2 separate regions of the Mus musculus genome follow, and region 2 is linked to region 1. Evidence: chromatin contacts called from public promoter capture Hi-C data. All regions are on one chromosome and are shown on one strand. Each heading gives the region's core, a stretch centred on a gene start, on an enhancer-like site or on the middle of the called end of the contact. The rest is flanking DNA. Distances are from core to core; before and after follow the strand shown.

Region 1 (7,141 bases), core at 3,070-5,569:
ATATCACTGGACACAGTGATACATATCAATAATGCCAGTTCTCAGCAAGCTGCCAGCCTAGGCTACATAGTGAGATTCTGTTTGATTAATTTTCCACTAGTTCAACAACCTAATAGGTTCAAACTGTTATATTTTGCTATTTTCCTCCAGGAACATAAGCTTTTTTTTTTCTTTCAATTTTTATTGTTTTAAGTCTTATTATATGACCCAGGTTAGAGAATTCTTAACTCTCACTCTGGGATTATAGGTATGACCTAACTCACTCAGTTTGATAAGGTTAGTTATTCTTGGGAAAATGAACTTAAGTATCTTAAGTATCTTTTTATTGAAAAATTCAAATGGTATTATAGTATTTGACATAGTTCTTTTTACAGGCACAGAGTTAAACACACAAACAAACAAAAAACATTTATTGAGTGTGTGTGTCTGTCTGTCTGTGTGTGTGGAAGGTTAACTTGTGGGAACTATATCTCTCCTTCCACCATGTGGATGCTGGGATTGAACACAGGTTCTTGAGCTTAGTAGCAGTCACCTTACCCAACGGAGCCATTTCTCAGGTCTTAAGACCAGCATCCTAAAATTTACAGAACCCAAGGACATCTGAATCTTTGGATGATATCACAGTATAGACCAGGGATTTGCTAATCTTATTCTCTGACTGAAAATAAAATAATCTTAACTGTCTCAGAAATCATGTGGGCTGTTTTTTTTTTCTCTCTCTCTCTCTCTCTTTTTCTTTTTACCTTAGAAGACAAAAGCTGATGATCAGTGCCTCAAGGCTACTCCAGTAGAAAGACAACAAAACACAGGCTCTGGGTGTTGGAGCCCACTCAGCATGAAGACTCACTGCCCTTTGCTTCTCCCTTACCTCTCTAGAAAAGAAAGCTCTTTGCACTCAAATTCTTTACTAATTGGTCTTTGCTGGTAGAAGTTTCCCACCTTCTTTGATTTCTCTCTTTCCAAATCTTTTTCCTGTCCTGAATCACTGGGGAGCAGCCAGACCTGGATTAAGTAACAGCACCAATTACTTTCAAAGAATGTACTTGTTAGTAGTGGTAACCTCTGCTGCAGCACAAAAGTACAAAGTTCTGTGTCCACAGATAAATAAAAGGCTATGCACATTATATTTGAGAGGGATAAATTCTACCCATCTACCCCACTCTATGCCCAATCAAGAGCCTTAGAGAATCATCAGGAATAGTGACAAAAGTAGTGGCAATATTACATGAATTGGTGTGACCATATAAAAAATAACTTGAAATATACTAAGGCACAAAATTCAGCTATTACCACTCGCCAATATTTTTCCTCTAGCAAAATAAATTTTACCTTTCCATTTAGGAATGCCGCATATATACATAGCATGATATAAGGTAGCTAAATCAGCTCCTAAGGTGGAGCTACTTGGTGAAAGTGGCAAAGTAAACCAGCAACAAGGACAACAAAGACTTCCCAGGAAGCCCTATATTTAATCCCTAGTATCTAAAGGGACAGGAGGCAAATAGAGCTAGGATGAGGAAGAGAGACCAGGTGCTTGCCTAGCATGCACAAGGCCCTGACCTTGACCCTAAGCGCTGTGAGAGAAGGAGGGAGAGATGATATATATGCTCCTAAAACTTTTTTTTTAACCTAAACAATCCAAATAGCCCACCATGTAAATCACACTAATTTATGGGGGTTCCCATGACATTTTAATTAATTGTGTGCTGAGTATTGAACCCAGGATTCTCTTGCGTGCTCAGTACATGATATACCAATGAGCCAGACTCTCAGCCCTTTAAAATTATTTTTAAAGGGCTAGAGATACCTTAATAAGAATTGATCATATAAAATATCATTTGAGGGACAATTTGAATTTGTATACTGTATTTTTTTTTTTTTTGGTTTTTCGTGTACACTGTATTTTTAACTTGGTACATTTACCATTTACTTTCTGGTTTCAATCAATATAAATTCATTATGGGGATAAACAGTGCAACTAAAAATACTTACAAGTCTAAAGGTCAAAATGACCAATGCTTTTGGTGACAGTCATCAATGAAATCTTAACATTTTAAAGACCTGTCTTATACCTCAATTTTCACATGCTCTAACCTTTATCCCAAACCTTTCTGCAAATTAAGAAGACCACTGGCATAGCAAGGAGGAATTTAGACTGTTCTCCCACCACTGCTATCAGCTAATCTAGAAATAAACACACTTCCCTTTACCAAACTGTTTCTTAATTCTTTTGAAAACAGGAAAATTAAGTCAGTGGGTTTATGGACCAGTAACAGTAATACAAACTGTGATCACCAACTCATACTCAAGTATGACTAATCACCCTTTCTGTTTGAGAAAAATTTAGTATGGGCTGTGACTTTAAAAAGTAAAGTAAGACCCTGGTTATCACAGACAAGGAGAAGGCAGAGAAGCTGAAGCAGTCCCTACCCCCAGGTTTGGCAGTGAAGGAGCTGAAATGAACCAGACCTCTGCATGTGACTATTAAAAACCCTGAAAAGTCAAAAAAAAAAAAAAAAAAAAAAAAGTAAAGTAAGAAAGTCAATTTTTTGTGTGTGCACTGTTTGTGTTTGGTTCTTTCTGTCACAAAATATCCCCCTCCTTTATTGTCAACTCAGCGGAATCACCAATTAACCTTGCGCACAGCTTTAATCCTAGCACTCGGGAGGCAGAGGCAGGTAGATTTCTGAGTTCGAGGCCAGCCTGGTCTACAAAGTGAGTTCCAGGACAGCCAGGGCTACACTGAGAAACCCTGTCTCGAAAAACCAAAAAAAAAAAAAAAACCAACCCACAAAGAACACACACACACACACACACACACACACAAAACAAAAAAACAAACAAACAAACAAAAAAACAAACCAATTAACCTTGAATAACTTAAGTTATTCAACCTTGAAATAAAATAAAAAGTGAAGATACTGGTGTTAAGTTTATCAAAACTGTTATAAGTGAATCACAAAATATTTGTCTCTAACAGGCTAGATTTTCAGATCTGGCAGCTTCTTTCAAATAATAAAAAAAAAAAGAATGCTTTCTACTTCCTTTTCTACTTTTTTTTCCCCAAGAGAAAACTGGAAAGAGGAAAGTACAGTGTCTTGCTCTTCCCAAACTCCAACACCCTCCTTAAATAATACCCTGTTCCATAAAGCCAGCCCGCATAGCATCGCAGACCCAGAAATGTACAAAGCTGTCATGGCTTTCTTGTTTGGTTGGTTTTGACTAGGTGCAGAAAACATATTCGACATGTGTTAAATTTAATGTGAAGCTTCACAATTTCGTTTCCAAAAGTCAACTTTAATTGCATAGATGTATTCATTTGAGTTGTATTGTTTTGGGGTTTGGTTAATTTTGATGTGTTTTTCTTTCTTTTTTTTTTTTGCAAACTTTTTTTTAAAATCAAGTTTATAATGTTAAAAATATGTAAAGAGAAATTTACAAAAAAAAAAAAAAATCAGCACCTTTGAAACTGGGGTAAGGGTGTGGCGCTCCTGTGGCAGAAAGATCCGGTCTGCCTGAGCTACATGTATACCTAGCATGAAGTGAATTTGGAGCATGACAAACACTAGTTTACTTCCCGTTTCTCCTTTTTATTTTATTTTATTTCTCTCTTTTTTTCTAACGTCATTGAATGAATGCTGGCGGCATGCTTATGAATAAAACTACTCTCACACAACCTGCTGTCCATGTATGTCAAAGGATGAACTCTCGAGAAGGGCAAAGGCTCCGCAGTTGGCCCCTGGCAATTGACAAAAAAGAAAAGTTCTCTATCGACCCGGAGGCCAGTGGTCGAGACAGCCCCCTCTCCCTTCCACGACTGGCTTTCCCGTGTTGAATCCTACAGCCAGCCTCCTTTAATCATGACAGGGGTCGGCGGTGGGAATCTTCGCGCCACAAACACTGCTGAGCAACTCTCGGAAACCAAGGGATCAGGGTTAAGACAGGAAAGCAAAGCCTGCGCCAGACTCTAATGACCAGCAAAGCCAAGCCGGGGCCACCGCCACCGCCACCACCACCACGCCTGCCTCCCAAACACAGGGAGGAGACTCCGGGCGGGCGAGAAGAATCCCCTGCTAGTTAAGTCGCCCCTTCACTCCCAACACTCCTGTCACCCCGAGGACTCTCCTTCCACACACACACTCCCAGAGCCGGAAAAGGCTCGCCGCAGCCACACACCTACCGCGGGCAGAGAGCGCTGCGCCACCACTCCAGCGAAGTGCCTCACTTGGCTGCCGAGAACCCGATTGGCCGTAGCAGTCCGCGCGAGACAAACCGAGAGAGTCGCCGACCAATCAGGAGGCCGCGCGCTCCGGCCGGCGCCGCGGGGCCGCGGAAACTGTGTGGAGCTCCCTTGGGGCTGATGTCTCCCCCGCTGAGGTGAAGCCGCCTCGGGACTGCAGACTCTGGTGCGGACAGTGCAAGGCGCGCGGGGTGCCAGGCCGCCTCAACCCGCTGTCTCAGTAGCGGGGGTGGCCGGGGCTCTCAGTCGCGTTTCCCCCACCGTCTTGCGGCGCTCACTTTCGTGGCTGGTGATTTCTGAGTAATTTGGCTATCATGGGCTGTAGACAGCGGAGCACAGACAAGATCTTCAGGACACTGGTCCATTCCACAGGTAAGGTTACACTGGCCATGAACAAATGAAATTATTTATCAGTTGAACTTGATTGGTATCTTCGGAGCGACGGACTGACTCACTACTCAACAGTCCAAGATCAATAAAGTCACTGCAGAAAGGGATATGATTGACAGATCATATGATTGGCATGTAGTAACATGGTTCTTTGCATGTTAGTGAAGAAAACCAAAGTGGAGGATTAATTTATGTTTAGTCTTAGATTTGGTAAACAGACCATTAGCTCTTCCAAATACCCTACCACATACGATAGGATAGGTTTCTATTCTTCACCAGAAGGCGTTTTGCCATTGTTGTGTTGTTTAACATACGAACACGTTAAAAATGTGCCTGACCCTGACTTACGCTCCGATTATGTCATGCCTATCAAAGAACCAACGAGATAGTGGTATCTTAGTTTTTTTAGTTTCTTTTTCCTCCAAGTAAAAAGGAAACTTAGATCTAAATGAAGTTGCCTGTATGTTTGGCCAGATGAAAGTTTGAGACTGGCAAAGAACCAAATTTAAATAAAATTCTCCTGGCAAGCTGGGAGATGGTGGCTGGGGAGGCAGAGACTAGCGGATCTCTTGAGTTCTCTCCGGATTGAGTTCCCGGAAAGCCAGGGTTACCCAGAGAAACGTTGTCTCAAAATACAAAACATACAAACAAATAAAAAGTACACTAACAGTGAAATATTAGTGTTGTCTTTGGAAGATAAGCTTTAAATTTCCTTAACTTTTTTTGGCAATTTTTTTTCTTTTGTAAATTAGCTTCCAAGCTACACTGGTGAGAGCTTTTTCTTTAGTTGCTGTTTGCTATGTGGAAGTCCAGCCTAGTAGACCAGGATGGCTTTGAGCTACTGGTCCTCCTGTCCCCACCTGCCCTTTCCTGAGGTGTCAGGCTGAGTGAGTGTACTGAGGTGGAAGTTACTAGAATCTAAGGTGGAAGGCAGCTTGGCAATGTCTCTTTGTGGCACTTGGATATCTGTAGTATTAATTTTACAGTGGAAAGGTTGCCTGGCTGAAGTACAGTGTATAGCTTATGTTTCCCTTTTAACAGTTTGCATTTCTGGTGAGTCTCATTGCCAATGTGATACATACTTCTTTTTGGCTAACAGATTTTCAAGTTTCTAAGAACATTTTGGTGTTCTGAAGCATATCACAGTTAGTGGTATATGTCAAGCATATTCTGGGCTGGAACCATAGCCCAGTCAGAATACGTGCCTTGTTTGTGCAAAGCCCTGGTTTGGAATCTGAGCACTACATAAGTCCAGTGTGGTGGCACATGCCATTGATCCCAGTGCCTAGGAGGTAGAGGCAAAAGGATCAGAAGTTTAAGGCTATACTCAGTATCATAACCAGTTCAAGGCGAGCCTTTCTCAAAAGGAAAAAGAGAAAAATTGTATTCCACTTGGTACTCAGTGGACAACAGAGTGCTTTCCTGTTTTAAGGAATTCTTGGTCATTATCACCTCATTTCTTTATTTTCCCCATAAATTACTAGGTGTGATTTTCTAGGGTTCTAAGGGGCTTTTCCCATGAGTCTGGTGTGTTATTTTCACCTAATCCGTATATTTGAAGAACATTTCTTATATCCGTGATCCCTAATTGGTTATTTTTCAGAATTGTACCTTTCTTTAGCCCTACAAGGATCCAATATATTCAAATTTATTTTAAAATATTAATTCTCTTAAGCACAATCCCAGCAGTTTAGTGTGCTTGTTACATCTTATCCACAATGCAACCTTCTTCATGTATTTCAGAATTCACATCCCCTTGGGGAGTTTCCTGCCATCCTTTTGTGTTATGATGTTCATTGGCATTATCTTAAGTTTCATTTCCTCATAGAGATCTCGCAGACTATCTGTTGGGAGTTCCCTTTTAGTTTTAAACATGATTGTATACAGTGTTTTAAAGCCTTCTAACATTGCTGGGCAGTGGTGGTGCACGCCTTTAATCTCAGCACTTAGGAGGAAAGAGGCAGGCAGATTTCTGAGTTCAAGGCCAGCCTGATCTATAGAGTGAGTTCCAGGACAGCCAGGCTATATAGGGAAATCCTGTCTTGAAAAACAAAAACAAAACAAAACAAAACAACAAAAAAAGCCTTCTAACACCCTTCAAGCTTATGATGTGGAAAAGACAGAAAAATTTACCAGGTATTGACTAACACTTTGATAATTCAAAAAAATTTTATTACTGCCATCACTAGATATATATCCTAAGGAAATATCAGAAAAGTGCACAAAATGTTTATTCAAGCATTATGTGTAACAAAAAAATATACAAAACTTTATAATAACAATAATTTTTTAAATGTATTAAAACCTTCAGTGTGTGAATTATTGTCCAAAGTATATAATTTAGCCATTTACTTATATAACGATAGTAGTAATTGGGCAGAAAATAGAATATACTATTGTGAGCATGGAAAAAGAATATACACTAAAATCTAAAATTTTAAAATTATACACTAAGAGGATAATTGCTATCATTTATGAAATCCTTCCTATGTGTCAAATATCAAAGTGATA
Region 2 (7,141 bases), core at 1,345-3,844, 3.3 Mb before region 1:
TCTTGGTATGGACACTCGGTGCATTATGTTTTAAGGCTCTATAGGCAATGCTAATGCATGAGTCCCAGCTAAGAACTGCTCTTACATCATCGCCAACCAAGCAAACCAGTCACTTCAGAGTAAGTGTAGCCCATTTCTGTCTAGGGCTGATTGTCAATGTCTCCTGGTTTCTGACTTGTATCTGCTGTATAAATACATATACAGACATAGACATATATATCCTATTTCCTGTTCAACTTAATGGCCTTGTCATATAGAACTTCTGAGCTTTCTGGCTGAAAATCTGATCTTTGGTCTTCAGTGCTATCACAAGCATGGGTTCTGGTTATTTGCTCCAGGTGAGTTCTCAAGATTTGTCTCTCCTGATCTTTGCATTTAACCTGCAACTTCACCACACATGTCCATAACAACCCTAGATGACAACCTGCCAACACCACTGATTCAGGGAATAACTGCCATGGTTTAATTGGAAAATGATCTCAAATAACTGTAAAAGATATATTAATTATGGGAGTATGTTATATCATCAGACTCATCTGATTTCCTTCAAACATGGTTTTGGTTTAGCCTCCCTCCTCGCCATCAGAACTAACCTAATATGGAGGAGGAAATTTCTTTCTCTGGACTAAAGGCATTCTGCTATCTGGGCCTGATAACCTTGCTGGCTGGTACCTCTGCCTAGCTGTGACTATCAGCAAAGCTTTCTTCACATTTTTAGTGCCCTGATTTTTCTCTTCTCTTTTTTCTTTTCACTAGCAGCTGCTGTTGCTTCTTTAACTCATATTGGGCTCATACTATTCCACAATACACAGGAAGTAGACATTATTATGGCCTGTTTTCAGACAGGCAGGACTCACACACATTTGAGAGGCCATGGCCAGAAGGGAGACGAATTCTCTGAAAATTATGCACTAACACGGAAAGAAAAATGTCAGAGCTGCAAAAACAACTCTGTATTGTCACTGATCTCTTATTAGGATCTTCTTGAGATCTGAAGTCTTAAGCAACAAACACAAACCTTGGAAACTATTCCTATCACCCTCCATTTAAGGGATTGTTTTTTTCTTCCCGAATTACAATAATCATTTTCTGATTTTCAACGTTTTTATATTTTCTTCGAATACTGCAAACTCTTTGAAGACAGGGACCACAATTCATATATTAATTTCTACCAGCCCCAGGCATAACTAGCCTGCAGCACATCCTGGTTGTTATTTAATCAGTTAATAGTCTTACTCTCTAATAAACTCATGCCTGTACTATGGTTTATTCCCATAGAACAGTATGCTACTATTTACTGATAATAAGTTAAACAACGTTCTGAGGCTTTTGTTTTTGAAATATTAGGAAAAGCCCAAACAACAAAGCCTGATTTTAAAAAAGCGCCACAAGCATGTCACTACAGATGCCCAGCAGGCCAGAATTTCAGCAGAGAAAATCCGGAAATGCAGGGCCAGTGGGAGAAGCCCTACAAATACCGACTCTTAAAAGGCCTCAATGTTCCGAATTCAACTCATATTTCAGGCAGCGGGTCTTGCAGTTTCCCAACTACATTTGAGAACAATTCTCCGGACTTGCAGGTGCAGACTGAAGACTTAATATGACAGGGGTTGAGAATGTTTTCCGACACAACACTGGCAAAGACTTGAGAGGCGGGTTTCCCAGGAACCTATCTATTCTCTGGGTCACCTGCGCAACGTGGTCATCCCTTTTCACTTTTAAAACGAGGGCAGTGGATTAGGATTTGGAAGGCCCCCCTTTCATTTCTTAATCTAGTCTAGTGCCTTAACACGATTTGAAGAGAGAACTAGGTTGGAGAGGACAGTTGCTTTACTAGTCCACATCTGAGTTCCGCTTCGGGTTTGCAGGGTTGGGTGAGGCACTCCAGGGCTGGCTTCCTTTTCGGTGGATCCTCTGACCGGCTAGAGCCGGAGCCGAAAGACCGGCGGGGATTAATACCAGGTCATAAACAACCTCTCACTTCCCCTCCCCCGCCCCCTCCGGGCCGCCCCAAGGCCCGGCCTGCTGCAGCCGCGTGGGCCTGCGCGCTCCCGTATTCTTCGTCCGTTCACCCTTCTTGGCCCTGCGTTCTCAAATCGCGACGCAGGGCCCTCACCCACAGGTTGGGGGCGGCTTCCACTTCCCTTCTCCCGACCCTGTCACCGCGCACAGCCAAAAGGCCGGCCGCCTTGACACACACGCCTAGGGCCGCTGCCCGCCCTCCGCGCGCCGACGCAGTCCCCGCCCCAACCCGCGGTGCTTCCGCGGCCTGTCCCCGCCCCTTCCCGAAGCCCGCCTCCCGGCTGCGGGCTTCGGGCCGCCCGCCGCCCCTTGCGCGCTGGCTCTAGCGTGCACCCGCTGCCCCGCCTCCGCGCGTGCTCAATAACTGTCCTCTCGGTCGGCCTGCAGGCTTCCCCCGCCCCTGAGCTGTTTGAATATGCTAATGAGGCTGTAAGGACCAGCCAATAGGGCAGTGGGCCTGTGGATCACATGACCCGAGTACGTGTCAGGGGCGGAGCCTACGTAGCCCCTGCCCGAGTTAAAACCGGAGTGTGAGAGAGAAAAGCGCTTCAGTAGCGAGAGGGGCTGAGAAAGTGGTGACACCGCTGGGGTGCGGAGGGAGTCTCTCAAACTTCTCTCAACAGCCCCAGGGCCAATCTCCCCTCAGCCCACTCCCCTCTTCGCCAGATCCCTGGTCCCCACTCCCTGCACTGGGGGTGGGGTGGGGAACTGGGCCCGTCTCCCGCGGGGACACACACAGGGTCCGGGAGTGGGGACGGGACCCCCAGGCCGGGGGGGACGGACGGACAGACGGCCGCGCGGCCGCCCCAGCGGGCAGGCAGGCCGGAGGCGGGGGTACGGCCGGGAGGACCTGGGCTGGGGAGTTTCCTCTCAACTATCGGGGGAGAAACTCCCCATAGCTGGTGTTTTCCTCCCGGGGGCCGCGTTCCCCGCCCCGCGTATCGGCGGTTGCCGCCGCCGCCGCCGGTGCTTCCACCTCTGCCATCTCTTCACCACCTCGGGCCCCGGTGTCCCCGGCCAGCACTATGCCCATCTTACTGTTCCTGATAGACACGTCTGCCTCTATGAACCAGCGCAGCCATCTGGGCACCACCTACCTGGACACGGCCAAAGGCGCGGTAGAGACCTTCATGAAGGTACCGACTAACCCAGCCCCGGTGGTGACCCGGACCCGGTGGCCCGCGGGGGGCAGGGCGGGGGGCAGCGGGTTTACTGCGGGCTCCGCGGGCGCGGGGACCCCTCCCCCACCGCGCGGGCGGGCGGGCGCTGGGAGCGGGCTCTGCTGGGCCTGGCCCATGTGGGGCTGCTGTGGGTGCGGGGGGCGGCGGAGGGACGGCCCTGCGTGTGCGGTACTGTGGGGGCGGCCAGCGACCCTTCTGCGACTGGTAACCTCGCCTCTGTGTTTCCCTCTCTCCCGCCCGTCCCCACCCTGGCCCGCAGCTCCGTGCCCGGGACCCTGCCAGCAGAGGAGACAGGTATATGCTGGTCACTTTCGAAGAGCCGCCCTATGCTATCAAGGTAACAGCCCTCGCCCTCCCCCTCCCTTCCCTGATCCTGCCTAGCTCGCCCTCCCCGCCCCCTCTTCATTATGCTCCCCTCCCCCACGGCCGCTCCCGCCTCCAGGTCCCTTCCCCGCGGCCTCCCACCCCTCCCCAGCCCGGGAGCGTCAGCGAGGTGGCAGTTTCTGGCCCACCGCCGTCCCCTCCGGGTCCTGCTCGGCCTGGCGGCGGAGGCGCTACGATCAACATGGCCGACATTTCCCCTCCGCGGCGTGAGCGGCAGCAATGAACTGTGGGGGATATTTATTCAAGTTAGCCCGAGTGACAGCGGGGCCCAGCCTTGCCTAGCCCGGGTTTGCATTAAAAGGGAATCAGCCAAAGCTGGCAGGGAAGCCTGGAGGGGGGCTTCGAGACTTGGTCATCACAGAGTGGAACTAGGAAGGCCACCGATCGGTGGGACAGCTGTGGTCAACTTAAGAAGTCCTGCTGCCATCTGCCTCCCACTAGCACCGTCGCAACACCCGTCCCTTGCACACAATTTGGAGGATGTTATGTTAGCAAATTTCCCAGTGAAGTTATTAAAGTATTAAGACGGTTGTTAACTTAACAAAAGGTGTAGGGCAAGCAGGTTCATTCTTGGCCACCTTTGGAAGAGTTTCCTCACCAGAGACAACAGTTATAACACATTCCCCAAGCCATATCAAGCAAAAGTGAAGTTAAATATGCAAACCTGAAATGGAATACCTACTTGGTGGACATCACATTGTAATCGGTGTCCATGTGTGTACATGACTTCAAATGATAAAAAAAAAAATCTTACATCTTTCTTTTCAGGCTGGATGGAAAGAAAACCATGCAACGTTTATGAATGAACTGAAAAACCTTCAGGCAGAAGGACTTACGACTCTTGGCCAATCCCTAAGGACAGCTTTTGATTTGTTAAATTTAAATAGATTAGTAACTGGCATAGACAACTATGGGCAGGTAGGTTGAATACTAAGGTAGAAAAGAGTTGTTTTTATTTTTGTGTACAAAACCACAATCCAGTCCAAAAGTATGTAACATGGAATGCAAGTATAAAACATTGGAGGTTGAACAACAGTGCACACCGTTCAAAACATCTAAGGTATTATGGCCGCATATCCCCCACGCCCCTTTAAATGTATTTGCATTCAGAATTCAAATCTGAATTCTTGGCTAGAAAGTTGACACACATTTGGTTTCAGTCCCTCAGAGTTCATAAAAAAGACATAAAAGGGAAGGTGTCCTGCCTCAATGTATCAGTCTGAGTTTCCTGTAGGCACATATGCAACCATTGAATGGGCCACAGCCATTAGCTGACTTCGTAGTTGCTTCTATATTATAAAGATATTGGAAGAAATGATTTTTAGACAAGGGTTTAGCTTAACCTCGATTGTAAACTCAGGCAAGAGTTTTCAGTGGTGTGCAGTAACTGGTTGACTGCATTCAGTACGAAGCTTGAAATCAATGACAGATTCAGAAGTTCTAAAGTTTAAAAATTCTAAACCCTTGGGAAGATGTTTTCTGCAAAACATGAAAATTTGCCTGTCTTCCTGAAGCTCCCTAAGGTTGCTTTTTTCATCTGTGAGGATGGGACAAGAGCTTTAAGTCACAACAGTCATTGACCAATGTTACTAACTTAGGACATTGCTCTCCTAGAAATGCAAGATGCCAAAGGATATGCAGTGGTGTACACAAGGAATAATATTACACCCAAGGACTTCAGTACGCAAAGCACTATTACCATAATGCTATATTTAGGAATATATGTTATATACTTTTCCCAAGTTCCATAATGCACAGTTCTCGTGAATTTTGAACATTTTAAAGAATTTTTTTCTGTGACTTCAAGCTATATGCCTCACTTGGGGATAATTCTTAAACATCTTTAGAAATGATTGATTTTGGTCTTACAGCATTTAAAGTATGCATTACAAATCAGATTTCTCTGGAAATCATTTCCATCATTTAAATAGGTAATCATTTTAACGTACATTTTTGTTGTTGTTACTTTATAACTCTTTGCCACTTGTTGGTCAGTTTTTGTAAAAGCAGTTTTTTTCCTTTGTTGGCTATAATGCTACTGTCTTTATCATTTAACATTTTAATCCAAGGTTACTGAGTTCAAAGACACCTTTGAAACTTGCTATTTAGTTCCTTTATTTCGTTTGTCAGGTCGTGTGTTATAGAACTATCAATTTCCTGTTTTTCTGTGTCACATTTCATAAGAGAGAAGGACATTTGGATATGTCCACCTCTCATATTTTTAAAACGTGGCATAAAGTCCTTTAGGAGGATTGTTTGCCACGGAGAGATTTGAGGGCATTTGTATACTTTTGTAGGAAGTTTAAGGCTGCAGGGAGACCTGTGCTGTATCACTTTGACCAGAAGGAAGAAAGCCCTGGAGATTGTGATGCTCTCATTGCCAGGCAGCAAGGATGCTGCCTCTTAGTTACTGGAGTGAGTCAGCTAGGGTTCAAGAAGTGATAGTAATGCTTTTGCTTATATCCTGAACTAATAATGAAACTAGCATTAAAATAATTTAAGAAGCAATGATTTCTAAATAAATAGCAGTTTTTATTTGAGTAAAGTCTACCTTGAAGGAAACATGCTTCTGGATTTTTTTTCATCATAGAACCATTTTTGTTTATTTAAGTATTTGGTATTTCCCATTTATACAAAGATTATTAGAAGTTTGGATGGTTGAAATATTTAATACTAAATATCATTTGGATATTTGGAAAATAACTTGTAGGATGGGTTTATTCTGTAACCCTAGTATTTTTTTTTTATATATATAAGCATTTCATGCTGAATAGTAGGAATACTGGATATATTCTCAATAGTTGGAGAGAATGAGAGAAGGTGAATTAGCTGGAAACAGCATGTTCCTTTTATAGAGCATCTATACAGCTTAATATAGTTCCAAATCATTTTCTTAAATATGGGTTAACTGTACACATTTATATATTTACACCAGTAACCCTTTTTTGTAGACATACAGACACATAGGTGATTTCATATAATCAATAGCAAGAACACATATTTCTGTATTACATTTATTGCATTTATTTATTTATTTATTTATTTATTTTTCCCTTTTCCTCCCCTTCACTTTCACTCTGGCCCTGCTTGCTCTGCTGTATTACATTTATTAACTTAGTATTCTTTTTGAAAAATTATTTTATGTATATGAGTGCTCTGCTGCATGTACACCTGCATGCCAGAAGAGAGCATCAAAGAGAGCATTTATTAGATGGTTCTGAGTGGGTGCTGGAAATTGAACTCAGAACCTCTGGATGAACAGCCAGTGTTCCATAACTCCTGAGCCATCTCTGTAGCTCCCAACTTAGTATGCTTAATTAGATAGGATACTCAGAATTGTAAGGTTAAAAATAGCTGAGCAAAAAGGATTCTTGAATAATTTTCTCAAACACCTTGAATATTCCACTAACAATTGTTCTACCTATATAGCAGTCCTTTTAAATACTTGGTAGTTAGTACCATTTGCTGGTATTTTCTTTGATATCTCTAGCTATGTATCAGTGCTAGCCTCTAGTAATCCCTTCTTTTAAAAGTAGTACATGTTAACAGTTTCA

Evidence for each region. Promoter capture Hi-C pulls out the DNA fragments that hold promoters and counts their contacts.
Region 2: a promoter capture Hi-C map of pre-B cells shows a contact between it and region 1. The contact joins the promoter of Ints6 here to the promoter of Setdb2 in region 1. A contact is called at or near these places in 1 of 39 promoter capture datasets (pre-B cells) and 1 of 484 Hi-C or Micro-C datasets (CD4 T cells).

Annotation. Positions count from the first base shown.
Region 1 is chr14:59,438,058-59,445,198 of GRCm38.p6, reverse strand. Setdb2 (SET domain, bifurcated 2) reads left to right here and starts at 4,319. Exons shown (of 14, transcript NM_001320720.1): 1 at 4,319-4,612. Gm45935 (predicted gene, 45935) reads left to right here and starts at 4,319. Exons shown (of 24, transcript NM_001320725.1): 1 at 4,319-4,612. Cab39l (calcium binding protein 39-like) reads right to left here and starts at 4,236. Exons shown (of 11, transcript NM_026908.4): 1 at 4,181-4,236.
Region 2 is chr14:62,756,565-62,763,705 of GRCm38.p6, reverse strand. It overlaps Ints6 (integrator complex subunit 6), which reads left to right and starts at 2,594. Exons shown (of 19, transcript NM_008715.2): 1 at 2,594-3,158; 2 at 3,463-3,540; 3 at 4,356-4,505. The coding sequence starts at 3,048. It overlaps 4931440J10Rik (RIKEN cDNA 4931440J10 gene), which reads right to left and starts at 3,205. Exons shown (of 7, transcript NR_045503.1): 1 at 3,120-3,205.